2 separate regions of the Mus musculus genome follow, and region 1 is linked to region 2. A link is a contact called in public HiChIP or PLAC-seq data. All regions are on one chromosome and are shown on one strand. The core of a region is the stretch at or near the end of the contact, and the rest is flanking DNA. Distances in the headings are between cores, read along the strand shown. Region 1 overlaps Micu1 (mitochondrial calcium uptake 1). Region 2 overlaps Mcu (mitochondrial calcium uniporter).

Evidence for each region. HiChIP or PLAC-seq counts read pairs in DNA pulled down with a chosen protein or histone mark.
Region 1: a contact with region 2 is called in an H3K27ac HiChIP or PLAC-seq map of embryonic stem cells, with 15 read pairs. The contact joins two enhancer-like sites. A contact is called at or near these places in 4 of 39 promoter capture datasets (the HPC-7 cell line, cranial neural crest, frontonasal cranial neural crest and 1 more), 1 of 15 datasets of contacts at CTCF or cohesin (the NIH/3T3 cell line), 2 of 484 Hi-C or Micro-C datasets (bone marrow-derived macrophages and nephron progenitors), 5 of 115 datasets of contacts at active chromatin or transcription factors (all in embryonic stem cells) and 1 of 9 other capture datasets (embryonic stem cells).

The regions. Positions count from the first base shown.
Region 1 is chr10:59,818,315-59,825,777 of GRCm38.p6, reverse strand. All of the region lies in intron 8 of Micu1 (mitochondrial calcium uptake 1), which reads right to left. Among named protein-coding and RNA genes, the nearest start is that of Gm23803, 4.2 kb to the right of the region's middle. Within about 2 kb of position 4,222, at least 28 of the 459 cell types and tissues checked have an H3K27ac peak or open chromatin away from gene starts, as enhancers often do. A contact at or near this core is called in embryonic stem cells, where this site is marked.
Region 2 is chr10:59,556,002-59,562,747 of GRCm38.p6, reverse strand. The region is part of intron 1 of Mcu (mitochondrial calcium uniporter); the gene reads left to right. Among named protein-coding and RNA genes, the nearest start is that of Gm40671, 16 kb to the left of the region's middle. Within about 2 kb of position 3,902, at least 11 of the 459 cell types and tissues checked have an H3K27ac peak or open chromatin away from gene starts, as enhancers often do. A contact at or near this core is called in embryonic stem cells, where this site is marked.

The DNA of each region.
Region 1 (7,463 bases), core at 2,973-5,472, 260 kb before region 2:
CCCACCGTCTTCTCCTTGTCCAGCACTGTGTGAGTCACCGTGCGGCATGGGAAGGAAGATCCCTGGGGACCTCTGCTAGGCAGATGACACATGTAAGACAGTGATAAAAATGGAAATATCCAAGAGTAGATTCTTTCCAGTCTTGCTTCCTCCCTCATGAGTCACAGAGTATACAAGCCACAAGAACTACACCGCAATAACAACTCTTTACTGCGCATGCACCTCACTCCAGAAGTTCCCCGTACACTCTCTCATTTAAATCTTTGTCAGGTCGGTGGAGCTTCTTGGCTCTGCTTTGCAGACAAGAAGCCTGAGGCAACGTGCAATTGACTAAGCTGGGTTAGCAGATGTAGTCCATCTGGATTCACAAAATTCCCTACTTCTCTGCAACCTTCAGGGCAGCACCCTGATATTCTGAATAAGCTACAACAGTGGGGAGGAGGGGCGGGGCCGAGAGCCGGCTGAAGGAAAGCACAACTCCTCCTGCAAAGGAATCGACATCACCACCACAGGCCAGAGGCTCCTTTCCCACTCGGGCCCACAGCAGTTCCCATCCGTCACTCCGTCTCTTGCACAGAACTGATTAATTTCTGACAAAACCCAAAGTTTTGGGGGGATTCGATTTAAGTTTGATTTATGGCTCAATTTGCCATCCTGAAACAAAACGGAGGAACTGATAAAAATTCTGAAAGCGGGCAACGTTTTGCACTGTTTAAAGCAGGTTTCCCGTAGGGTCAGATGGCTGAGCTGGAGTTGACCATACAGAATGTATTTACAGGCAGGGTCTACCCCAAAGCTGTGCCCCGCGGCTCTCTGGGCTGGCCTGGAGGATCTGGATAGACATGCCTGCCTTTCTGGAACTCCCTACCAGGGTGGAACAAGGCAGATTCGAAGTTGAAATGCTTCTTGTTTGTAAACCTGACAGCGGCTGGCTTGCTCAGGGTTCATGAAAAGCCTTCAGTTTCCACCCTCTAAAGGCACAAACATTCCTCTGTTGTGTTTCAAGGGCAGTTTCTAGGGGAGAGCCTCAAGTAGCAATTTCAATGCTCAAATTAGTATTTTTACTAGTTTTTGAAGACACAAACTTGGCTTTTGGTAACATGTTCCACTATTATCAAGCAATTAGAACCCAAAAGGCTTAAACATCAATATTTGTCCTTTCTGCAGCCTGGCCGACTTCAAAACTCATGGCTTCAGCTCTATGCTTTCACTTTGGACAGCCAGCATCTCTCAGTTTAGCCTACGGGGTCTTCTGGGGTAAAGCTACCTAATGAGGTTTTTCATGTTGCAGAGGATCAGGGTCTTGTGCATACCAGGCAAGGGCTCTACACTGAGCTCCAGCCCCAAGCCATTAGGTTCTGAGGGCTTAAATGAGGCCAAGCTGGCAGGGGTGCGGTGGGGTGGGGTGGGGTGGGGTGGGGGTAGAGGGCGTGTGTGTGTGTGGGGGGGGAAGGTAGGTGGTAGGTGTTTCACACACTACATCTGCTAACAGACACAAACATTCTACTTGTTCAACATTTTAAAGTTGAAGACCTACTAAATGGTAGTTTGGGAGTTTTGAGGACTGCATTTCGGGGATCTACTGACTAAAATGTCAAGGGCCATGGATAGATGTTACATGGCTGGAGAGATCATGTGTACACTTATTTTTTTGACATAGACTTCTCACTGTGCAGCCCACACTGGCCTCAACCTCATGATCCTGCTGCCTCAGCTCTCTAAGTGTGCCCCGCCATGCCTGACTCCCATCTTGTATTCTTTCTTAGCATTTCTGTTGCCATGAAGAGACACCTTGACCATGGCAACTCTTAAAAAGGAAAACATTTCATTGGTGCTGGCTTACAGGCTCAGAGGTTTAGTTTATTGTCATCACTGGTGCGATATCTGGTGGTGTGTAGGCAGACATGGGGCTGAGAGAGCTACATCTTGATCTGTAGGCAGCACAGGCAACTGTGCAACCATACTGGGTAGAGCTTGAGCATAGATGACCTCAAAGCCCTCCTACACAGTGATGACACACTTCCTTCAATAAGGTCACACCTCCTAAGAGTGCCACTTCCTATGGGCCAAGCATTCTAATGAGTCTACAGGGGCCACTCCTATTCAAACCACCACATATTTTTTTAAAATTTAATTTGTAATTTATTTTTTACACCCCATATTCCATTCCCCACCCCTCCCCTCCCACCCTCCAACTGCTCCACATCCCACACCTCCTCCCCACCACACCCCGTCTCCACACGGATGCCCGCACCCTCCACCCCATCTGACCTCTAAACTCCCTGGGGCCTCCAGTCTCTTGAGGGTTAGGTGCATCATCTCTGAATGAACCTAGACCTGGAAGCCCTCTACTGTATGTGTGTTGGGGGCCTCATATCAATCAGGATATGTTAAATCCTGACAAACCTGCAGGTGCGCCCTTGGAGTGTCACAGGCATGTAATCAGTCCTCCAGGTCACCGAGGGCCTCAAGGAGAGACCCAGGTAATTACAAAATTATCATAGTGCAGAAAACAACTGTGTATCTTGGAAGCAGTCTGCATTACCGGCTTGCACGACTTAGCAAACACATGCCCCACTTAAACTGGGGTCCCTTAAGCTCTGCTTCAGTGACAGTTAAGGGATTCTATTTTCCTTCGCCCTGTGGCGAAGAACGTGCGCAGGCAGGCCAGCACATCACTGACCATCTGTCTGCCTACCCATGTTTCACAGGCAGCTGCCCAGGCTTGTGGCTTCCCTATGCAGCCGCGACCACATTCTCAACCGCATACAAGCTTCCTGTTGACCCCAGGGGCTGCAGGGCCACAAAGAAGGGCCAAAAAAGAGAAGACAGCGAACACTGGGAGATTCTTCCTGGCTTTCTAAACACAGTGCACCTTTCCTTCCCACCCCTGCTCCTTGGTGACAGGAGGGCTAGTCTTTTGGAAGGACAGATAATATACATTTAGCTATATGATACCTATCTATCTATCTATCTATCTATCTATCTATCTATCTATCTATCTATCTATCTACCCGAGGAAGATGAAAAGCTAGGGAGAAAAAAATACATGTTTTATTACAAGTGCCAAAAAATGAGGCTAAAACGAGTAGAAGGAGAGAGAAATCAGTGTCTGAGAGTGTGTCACTGCTCAGCAAAGGCTTTGGAGGGCGCTGCACTCTGGGATGAGGAAAGCCCGTGTGCTCCTCTGTACAGTTACAACCTCTGCAAATCCCTCCCTATATCCGTGTTTCAGAATGACAGGCTTCCCCAGGCCTTTCCTAGCTTCTGAACCGCACAGAGCCACACTGCACAGTGACCTCAGGCCACTTAGCCAGACACATCTGTGCTCTTCAGTGGGACAGAACGGCAGGGCCTCTGTGCCATTGTTCTTTCTGTCTGGAGTTTCATACCACTAGTTCATGAAAAGGAAAAAGGCTTACAGGCACCATTCTCTATGGGAGCCCTCCTCTTAAGGGAATCGTGACGTATTTTAAAGTTTGAGTTGAAATCTGTTTATGTAATGGACGGGCGTCTCTCAACACAAGAGGAATCTTTACTGTCTGGTGCAGGTTGTCTCCTGGCAAGTGGAGAAAGAAGGTCTACAGTCTGGAATGCGGGCACCACAGCTCACTGCTCAGCAAGGGCTAACAGGATGATCCCAGTCGCCATGACATTACAGAGTATTAGCTAAACTGCTACACTTCTCTGGGTTTTGTGGTGCTGGGTCCTTGTGCATGCTGGGAAATTATTTTACTTCTGCATGATATGCCTGGCCTAAACTAAACTATATTTTTCAATTCCAAATCTTAAGACTTCTTACATTTTAAAAGACTGGTTAAGCTGGAGCCAGGTGGCAAACACCTTTAACACCTTTAATTCCAGCACTCAAGGCTGGGCGTGGTGGCTCATGCCTTTGTCCCAGTGCTGAGGAGGCAGACCTCTGAAGTGGAGGCCAGCCTGGTTCACACAGTGCTCCAGGGTAAACCTTGCTTGTCTTCTGTGGCTGTTTTGTTGGGCCTGGGAAATGTGGTACGCTCCTACAGTCCTCACTACATGGAAGGTTGAGGAGGGAAGATCACTGAGCCTGTGGATTTAAGACCTGCCCCAGTGGATTGTTGAGATCTGACCCGCCCCGCCCCGCCCCGCCCACTCCCCACCTCCCACCCCCACAGTATAGCTGTAGCCATTTTGTCCCATGCCTGCCACCAGCTATTTCATACTGTTGCTGTAACATGCCTGCCAGTTGCTGACACAGAGAAGTGACCTGACTCAGAGCAGGGTCATGCTGACCACATGCCCTGTTATGTTCTGTATGAGGGTTGTTAATCTTAGGAAATTCCACAAAGCTTTATGTAGGACTCATCAAGTTAAAGGTCAATATGAACTGTTCTGTCTAAAATGGCTTGAGTCAGAGCTGACCACTGGGCAGCACTTCTCGCACCTGTCTATGAGCTCATTGTGTTATTATTATTGTTGTTGTCATTATTATTATTATTTATAAGCTGACAGAAAAAGATGTCTGTTGTCATAGTTTAGATAATTCTGAGTTATGACCCTGGTCTGACCGGTATTAAGGTATGCAGTCAAGAAACTACTCTTGCTTAATTGAGATTGGTATTCCTATTGATTTGTGTGGCGACTCTGGACCCTAACACAATTAGAAGGATGGAAACTGGGACTGTGACCAAATCAGCTGACTGAATCATGAGTCAAAATCATTAGTCAGACCAAGAAGGGGTCTAACTGTCGGTCTGAGAGTCCCACGTGGTATGCAGACATACATGCAGGCAAAACACCCATACATATGAAAATAGGGACAGTGATATTAATATAAGATAAAAATGTTTGCCCTTTGTTAAAGGACGGTAAATTTTTCTGCTCAGTTGGACTATCTTTTAACTTTGTTTAGGTCTATTTTATGTATGGAAATCTTCATTATAGCTAGATATGTAGGTAAAAAAAAAACTGGTTATGCCTAAGAACTCTTTCCTGGTAAGGTAAGAAACTAAATATTCACCTGTACTTTCTTTATTTTCCTTTGTTTGAGACCAAGTCTGACTATAATGCCCAAAGTTCCCTTTCATAGACCAGGCTGGCCATGACCTTTTTATCCTCTTTCCTCACACCTGGAATGCAGGGATTACAGCTGTTACCTACTAGGCCTCACTCATGGTTTCTGTATTTTGAACAGGGAAGCATCACCTCAAATACTAAAAGACACTTAACGGTGGAGTTTAATGGTGGAGTTTAACGGCAGTGATCAGCTCCCTGAACTGAAGAGCAGATCACGGTCTACAGCTCTGATGCCGAATTTGGAACCTGAGGGAAGCAGACGGACTTTCAAGCTAACTTTGGCTCCTGGTGAGTTCCAGGGCAGCTTGGACTACATAGAAAGAACCTGTCCTAAAGAAAAAAACCAAAAAAAGAAAACCAAAAAACCCCCCAAACAAAACTACACGAGGGGAAGAAAGGCTGGTGGTGTGCTCAGGTGATGTGGTAATGTTGCTGAGCATGCACGACACCCACGCCCCCTTCGGCTCTATAAACCGGATCTGATAGTATATGTCCCAGCACACAGGGAGGTACAGACAGGAGGGTAAGGCATTAAAGGTTATCCTTGGCTACGCAACAAAGGTCATTCTGAGCTCAATGAGATGCTGTCTTAAGTTAAAAAGAAAATATAAAAAAGCAGATTAACAGTGCCGGTTTTTAAATTTTTGCTGAGCCCCACATCCACCCCCCTTTGAACACAGGGTCTCACTGTGTAGCTCTGGCTGTCCTGGAACTCACTCTGTAGACCTGGTTTGTCTCACCTGCCTCTGCCTTCTGGGATTAGAGGTGTGGCCGCAATGCCTCAATGATCGGCTGGGAATTTTAACCATCCTTTAAGTATCATATGAGCCTAGTTAATGAGCGTGCCTCTTCTGAAGGAAGAGTCCTGGGTGACTCTAGGCCAGTTAACCTGTCTTCTGTTCAAATGTGCATCAGTGTGGAGTTAGGAAAGATATGTTTTCAAAGGAAAGGATGCCTGGAAGAGCCACACCCTTCAGAGGGAGACTCTGAGACTGCAGGGACTCAGTTTGATTTCACTGGAGGCTAACACTCAGTCCTTCCATGCTGGATCTGGGACCTCCGTACACCAACCCACAGACATCAGCAGCCTACGGCAGCACTGGTCTTCCTTCCCCAAGAACCTGATCAATAGCCTCATGAAAGCAGCTGCTGTGAAACGTTCCAAGCCATCATCACTGAAGTTAATGTTTCTGCATGCAACTGCCGAGGAATACGGGGGCTTTCCCCTTTAAGAGGACTTTCAGCAAGCAGTGGATGTTACAGGCGACTTCTGATTCCCGCAACACGAAAGTTCCCTAGCTCTGCACTCTCTATTCCTGTGAGATCTGAGAGGGCCAATGTGACTCAGAGTTCAAGGACACTCTCCTTTTCATGTTGAGATCACAGGACTCATGGAAATAGAAAGGCAGCCTGGGGAAGGGGTGAGGAGGGGGAAGAAACGGCTATGCTCCAACTTCAGGAGGTGAGAACCAAGGACTAACTGTAGCTGCCGGACACTGACGCCCGTGTGCTTTCCCTGGAGTCCACCCTTCTGTAGAGAGAGCTTTGGGAAGGAGCCAGGGTGAAAATACAGCAGCTTCGTCCTAGTGCGGCCGACGGTGCATCAGTTTCATATGTGAGCGAGAGACCTGGCCTGTTCTTTACTTGATATGCAATACACTTTATTCATTTGGGTTTTCCCAGACAGGGTTTCTCTGTGTAGCCCTGGCTGTCCCCAAACTCATAGAGGGCCACCTGCCTCTGCCTCTCAAGTATGGTTGTGATTTTTGTTGTTGTTGTTTAATTTTAATTTCAATTTCGTGTGCATTGGTGTTTTGCCTGCATGCATGTCTGTGTGAAGGTGTCAGATCCTCTGGAACTTAAGTTGTAGACAGTTGTGAGTTGCCATGTAGGTGCTGGGAATTGAACTCGGGTCCTCTGGAAGAGAGTCAGTGCTCTTAACTGCTGGGCCATTGCTCCAGCCCAATGCAAGCATTAAGATGTAACAATGGTAATCAAAATATGGAATTTACGTTGGGCTAGGTGACTCATAATGGACTGTGCTTTCATCCCAGTGACAGAGACAAAAACAATTCGGGGTGAGTTGGTGTGTGGCTGAGGACCAGGCACCGAGGAGGCTGAGCGGGGAGTTCAGAGAGCTGGAGAAGAGCTCAGTCTACACGGCTCCCCGTCCCAGCACAGCTGAGAAGGAAAACAAAGGAAAACCTGGGAGAAAGTACATTACCCCACCTCTAGGCCCCTTAAGCCAAAATACCTTTAAGAAGCAACCTTGGGGAAAGATACAAAGATTTCTTACTGATAAGGGGGAGAGAACCTGAATAGGTCAGAATACATAAACCCTCCAACGGAAGTGCATACACTCTCCGTGGGCTCCAGCGTGACCTCACTGACACAGACATCAACGTCCC
Region 2 (6,746 bases), core at 2,653-5,152:
CTCTTCCAGCTGGAGAAACACAGGAAGGGGGGAGCAAGGAGGTTGCACATGGAGCCCAGCACTTCAGAGAGGAAGGACGTTATTTGATTGGGTAAGGGCAAGTACAATATGCTCCACCTCCCTCCCTCCCCCAAAGTACAGAAAACTGTAGAAACTGCTATTTCTGAATATGAGTTTTGCACATTTTCTCTGAGGTGCCAGCCTTCATGTCGGTGCTAAAGGATAAAAGTAGGGGAAAATACACTAAAAATTAGAATAGCAGCACGCGCGCACACACACACACACACACACACACACACACACACGCACACACACACACACATTTCTGAAGAGAGGGTAATAATGTATGCTTTGCTGGTAAAAGTAGTCTGAAGAGATCATGAGACCTTTAAAGAGACCTCTGCGTCCACAGATGTGGGTGTGTACTAGTACACAGAGAGGTGACACACAAAGTCTGTCCACCTGGTGAAACTGAAGCATCTTTGTGAAATCCATCCCTTCCCGTCCTCTGTGGTTGGGTGAGACTCCCTGATAAGCACTGGTGGGCAGCTTTCTCTGTGTAGAAAGACAGAGAAAGTCCGCTGTCCTTTACCTCACTCTGTAGGCCAGGCTGGCCTCGAACTCAGAGATGCCCCTGCCTCGGTCTGTCCCTCGAGTTCCCAGTGATTCTTATTGCTTTAGCATCCCTTTTCCATAATAATATTTAAACTTTCTCTTGAAATCAGAGTTTGAATGTGAGTGAAGACAATGATAAATAATGCATTTATAAAAAAAATTTAATGCAATATTTAATAGAATGAGCTTCCAAGGCCCCAAATCTGTAGCCTAGCTAATTGTTCCCTATCAAGTGTGTTTCTTTCTGCTCCCCAAGTCTGCATGTAGGCTAATAGTTCTGCTCATCTTCAAAACTTAGCATGAAGTTTTAATGACCATTATGCCTTAAGATAAGAAGAGCCCTCAGCACAGCAATGGGCTGATACTCTTATGGATGGAAGGTCTCTAAGGTCTCCTTGCATCATTCAGTGAAGCCCTGATCTTGTAGCTGTGGGCAGACATGACCTGTAAGATGATAAAGGTTAAATGGGCCCTAACAATGAGGCCTGCACCACAGATACGTGAGCTTTTCCAGGTGAGACACAGAAGCTCTTTCTGCTGAAGAGGACACAGCTGGAAGGCAGCTGTCTGTCCTTCAGCCATGGGCCCTCACTAGCCTGAGGCCTGCTGAACCCTGACCTGAGCCTTCTAGCCTCCAGAAGAGAAAGAAAAACCATTGCTACTGCTTAACCTACCCACTCAGGTCACTGCAGGCTGAGGCACTCTTCATACCTCATCAAGTTAAAAGTCTTGGTTTAAAAAGTGGGCAGTGGTGGCACACACTTTTAATCCCAGCACTCGGGAGGCAGAGGCAGGCAGATTTCTGAGTTCGAGGCCAGCCTGGTCTACAGAGTGAGTTCCAGGACAGCCAGGGCTACACAGAGAAACCCTGTCTCGAACAACCAAAAACAAAAAAAAAAGGAAAAGAAAAAAAGAAATGGCTCTCAAGGAAAAAAATCATGCTATGATGCTAGAAGTCAGGCTTTGAGAGAAGGGACATACAGTGAGCACTCACTGAGTGAAGAAGCCATTATAGGTCTTAGGAGGGTTTTTTGTTTGTTTGTTTTTTGTTTGTTTTTTGGTGTTCGGAATCAAACCACGTGACTTATGGCCCTTCCCTCAAGACCTAGATGTATTTTTCAAATGTATTTTACGATTTAATCCTCATAAAGAAAGAAACCTAGATAATAGACATTCCTATCCAGCTTTGAAGATAAGGCACGCAAGGCTTATCCACAGTCTTATGGTTAATTCAGGGTAGGGCTAAGGTTTAGGCCTAGCTCTTTAAAGGCTTTTTCATCATGCCCCGTTTCTTTCTATTCATCTCCTACTTGTTTGGATCTCACTAGGATGCCAGGCAGAGTGCAAAGATTATTGCCATTTTAGGATGCTAGCATTAGGCAAGGATTTTAGGCTTCAGTTAATCCAACTTTTTGTTTTATGGATGAGAAAGAAGGCTCAGCAAGGGAGTTAATGGACTCACTTAAGATTACGTAGCAATTAGTGAAGTTGGAAGATCAATGGCACTAATGTTTTGTAGTTCAAATTTAAACGTGTGTAAATGCTAACTATCAATAACGAAACTTCCCCTCTGTCTTCTGATGGTTTGCTGAAGTGAACGGACAGTGGGTAAATGACTAGCAGAAGCAGCACACAGATTTATGAGTGTATTCACTTTACTGTAGTATTTAAGGAGCCAATGAGGATAGAGGTTCGCACAGTCCTTTTGTAAGGGAGGTGGGGTGTGGTCAGTGTGAGGAAAGGATTGATCTTCAGGGGACGTGAAGGGCTAGAGAGCACACTGGTTTGTAACTGGTTCTCTGTGAAGGTGAAGGACGATAGTGGATGTCAAAGCCAGACTCCGCACGGGGATTGTCCTCTTCTCTTCAGAGAAACATTTAGTCTTCTCTGGCTGGTGGAATCTCAGGGCCAGGATTGAAGACCATTGAAGATTTTTTTTCCTTCTGGATCTAAGCTTTAGGCTGGGATGTGTTGGCTGAGCTTTTCTTTTTCTCTTTCTTTTTCTTCTTTTCTTTCTTTCTTTCTTTCTTTCTTTCTTTTTTTTTTTTTTAAGATTTTATTTATTTTATATGTATAATGAGTACACTGTAGCTGTCTTCAGACACGCCATAAGAGGGCATCAGATCCCATTACAGATGGTTGTGAGCCATCATGTGGTTGCTGGGAATTGAACTCAGGACCTCTAGAATAGTGCTCTTAACAGCTGAGCCATCTCTCCAGCCCCAGCTGAGCTTTTCTTGAGGCTAACAAATGTCTGTTCACCCAAGCCAGATAGGTGCATCAGCAACAGACCAGAGACACATTCCACCCAAGTTCATCCACTGACTTTATTGAGTCCAGGCCTAGGGCCTCTTTATTCAAAGAGTTGAAATAATGTGTTACCTAGATGACAAAAGTGACAATAACATTGTATTCACAGTGAAGCAAGTATAGATTAGACAGGAACACACTCTCAAGACTGACAACAGATCCCATGGGCTAAGGTTCTCAAGGCCCCAAATGTCTGTGGCTTCTCCGAATGGGACCAAAAAAAGGGGAAAGGGAGCCGTTTGCCGTTTAGTCACTCGGGGCATCCTTTGGGTGGTTCTCTATCTTTGATAGATTGCATTATGTATCTATTTCTTTACTGTGAATTTCCCATAATGCATCTGGCTTTTTTTTTTATCACATGTATACCTAATCTCACTCAGACATAAGACAGCAAATAGTGGGTTCTTTCTAAAACTTCACTTACACCAGCATAGTTTACTTATTGCTCGTGTACCAAAACTAGTTTGGTTGATCTCATTTTCATAGCCGAACAGAGTGTTCTGTCTCAGATTTGATGTTCAGTATGAGAAATGTATTCCATGTTTGGAGAGGGCTGTGTTTGTGCAGTACCTGCAGGTAAGGCCTTCAGGTTGCCAAGTGCAGTATTAGCAGAGGCCTGTGTGCCTAGCCCAGACCAAGTGGAGTCGCTGAACCATTCCCTATGCTTGCCAGCCCCAAGCTTTTGTACTGGAGGAGAGGGGTTACCTACAGGACTGTGTGTGGGTGACTTAAGAGAGCTACATCACTGGAAAGCCCCACCCAGCAGAGGCAGGACTTGCCAAAAGTTACGGAGAGTCCACTCTTGGTTAAACTTTCTCAACTGGTGACCGCTTGTTCCATCCAAGAACATATCCAGCAGGACAGAATTATATACAACTTGGGGTAGAGGAGAGGACATGGGGATGGTGGAGTGGCTGGAGTCTCAGGTGAGGTTCACGAACCTATCTGTACCCTCTTTTGGGAGAAAACAGGCCGGATCTTGGGAGGTCCTCATAGCCGCTCTGATTATCATGGTAATGCCCCTGCTGTGCCTGAAAGGTGTTCCACCCTCCTGGAATTTCTGAGAAAAGCTTCTTTTTGCACTGGCTGGCCTCCAAGTGTTCTCAGTGTGAAGCAATCAGCACACCAGGGATCCCATCCTGAGATGACATTCCCTAAAAGCCTCCAGGTTTAATATGGAACCCATTTTAAATCACAAAATGAGTCTGAATCTTTTTACTCTGTGTCCTACAGAATGGAAGTAGCCATTGGTAGGAAGACATCCAGGCCAGGCACGGCTTACAGACTGTCTTCATGGAGGAGGGGTGTTAAGATACTAAGATGATGGAGTCATTTGTGGCCAGAGAACCTTGTCTAGCTCTATAACACGGCTCCACTTGTGATTTGATTTTAGTGTACTGCCAGGTACTGAACTCACACCTTACACACGCTATGCAGATGCTCCACCACCGAGCTGCATCTCCAGTGCTTTTGATATTATACAGTAGCCATTGTCCTTGCCTGCTGCCCTTGAAAGTTCTGTGTCATCTGGAAGACTGACTTTTCCCAAATTCCATTTTGATGAGGAGACTAAACTATATAAATGTTGATTTGTGCAGTTTACTTCTTACTAATGATCTGCCTTCAGAATTCGCATCTCTGTGATTTATAAACTGTGTAAATGAATCTGCAGCAGGATCCTCTGACTCTCCATTCTTCCCAGTGCACCTCCAAGGGCGAGAAAATATAGAGAACCAACTGCATGGGTGGTTACAGATTCTTCACTGCTTATATTGATGTAATTAGCACAGCGATGGGCACAAACTGTATGTTTCCACATGCACACCAAGCCGGGATAATTGATAGGATGTGCGCCATAGTATTGACTTTGCCTATTAAAAAGGGTAGGTAATGTCAATTTTAGAGGGTTATAAAGTGGCATTTTAGTACTCCTGAATATTTCTAAATCCTGATTCAAGAGATGAACCTCGAATACTAATTTGTTTTATTTGATACTTAGGAGACCCAAGTGCAAAGCTCTGTGGATAAATAAGGTAGTTCTTGTTGTTTCTTAGAACTAACGGAAGTAAAAATAAGTTCCCATGATAATATGCAATATTAAAGCGTGTCAGATATGAAGCTACAGAATTCAGATTTTTTTTTTACATTCTTTGTTGTTGTTATTGGTGGTGGTGGGGATAAGGGGGTGACACACGTGTGTTCTAACACACAGACAGAGGTAGAGGTCAGCTTTGAGAAACTCAGGTCTCTGCTTCCTATGTGGGTCCCAGGAGTCAAGCTTAGGTCATCTGGCTTTGTGGCAGGCACCTTTATCTGCTTAGCCGAGTCATTAGTCTGAGAATGTAGATTTTTATTTTTTTCACACCTATATACATAGGTTTCATGGGAGGACTGGGTCAAAGAGAGTAGCTGCCCTGATAACAAAAGGGGCAAGCCGGAAGTAAATCAGGGCCAGCAGATGTTTCTAGAATGGCTTGTTGGAGAACAAAATTCTGGTTTTGGATTGAAGAAAAAAATGTTTTAATCATAGTAGTAGCATCTTTGGAGTTAAGTCATGAGCTGCTATTGCTTCCGAAGTCCCACTGAGGACTTCATATGCACAGGATCCAGTCTGTACTGAGAGTGCTATAAGTCAAGTTCCTACTCAAAGCAACAGCATGTGCTACTCAGAGAGCAGGCAGCAACAGTGTAACGTGCAAAACCATCCCCAAGGATAGGAGGCTTGGCTTGTTTAAACAGAGTAGCATGTATCCCAGGCTGTAGATGTGCACCACCGTGCCCAGGCTATGCAGTTGTAAGGTGTGGAACCTAGGCTTTGTGCATGCTAAGAAAGAACTCTGCCAACTAAGCCAGCCCCCTGTGACCTTTTTGGTCTTTTTCTGTTGATGCTCCTGTAACAAATCCTCACGAGCTTAACAACAAACTTGTTATCTTGCAGGTCTGTAGGTCAGCAGCTTGCCTGGGCTCTCACTGCACCATAACGAAGGTGTCGGGCAGGCAGTGCTCTCTGCTTACTCTAGCAGATGCCTGCTTTACCTTGCTCCTGCATTTCCTGGCCTGGGGCCCTTTAACAATAGGAAGGAGGTCCAGCTTCTCTCAGGCTGCCGGATCTCTGCTTCTCCACAACCATGAAAGGATTTCTGGTTGTATGTGGTCAGATTAAATTGCACCCAGCCTGGATGGGGGTGTAACAATGTTTGTAGTCTCTTACTGCAGACAAGATAGATAACATTGTCACAGGCTTTGAAGGTTAGGATGTGGACATATCCGAGGGCTGCTATTTTGTCCAGTACACCAACCAGGATGATTCCGGAACCAACTTAAGTTAGGGAGACAGAGATACCTTCAGGGGGAGATGAGCTGGACCTTGAATTGTTTGAAGAAGTAGAGAGACGGCTGTTGGATTGATATACCAGATCAGTGTCGGATGGACATTTGAGTTCAGGGCACTCTATGAGCGTATGTAGAATGCTATACATTTGCTTGCTTATATCCTATTTATGTATTTACTGTTGGAGATGGGGGCTCACAATGTAGCCTAGGCTGCCTCAAATTTGACACCCTTCTGCTTCAGTATCCTATAGAAACTTCTGGGTTTAGATGTGTGTGCCCCTCTGCCTGGCTCTAAGTTTATGTTCAAGGAACAACAAAAAAGTTCAAAGTGTAGTATGAGTTGGTGAAGTTGAGAGAGAAACGGAAAAGGTGGTTTGATCTGGGTTAGACGTTATATCTGAGTCCCTGTTTATCCTGTGGACAAATAGTTGTGTGACATTGAAGTATCTGAAACCAGGGAGTGATGTGATCAGATTTCACTTCAGAGA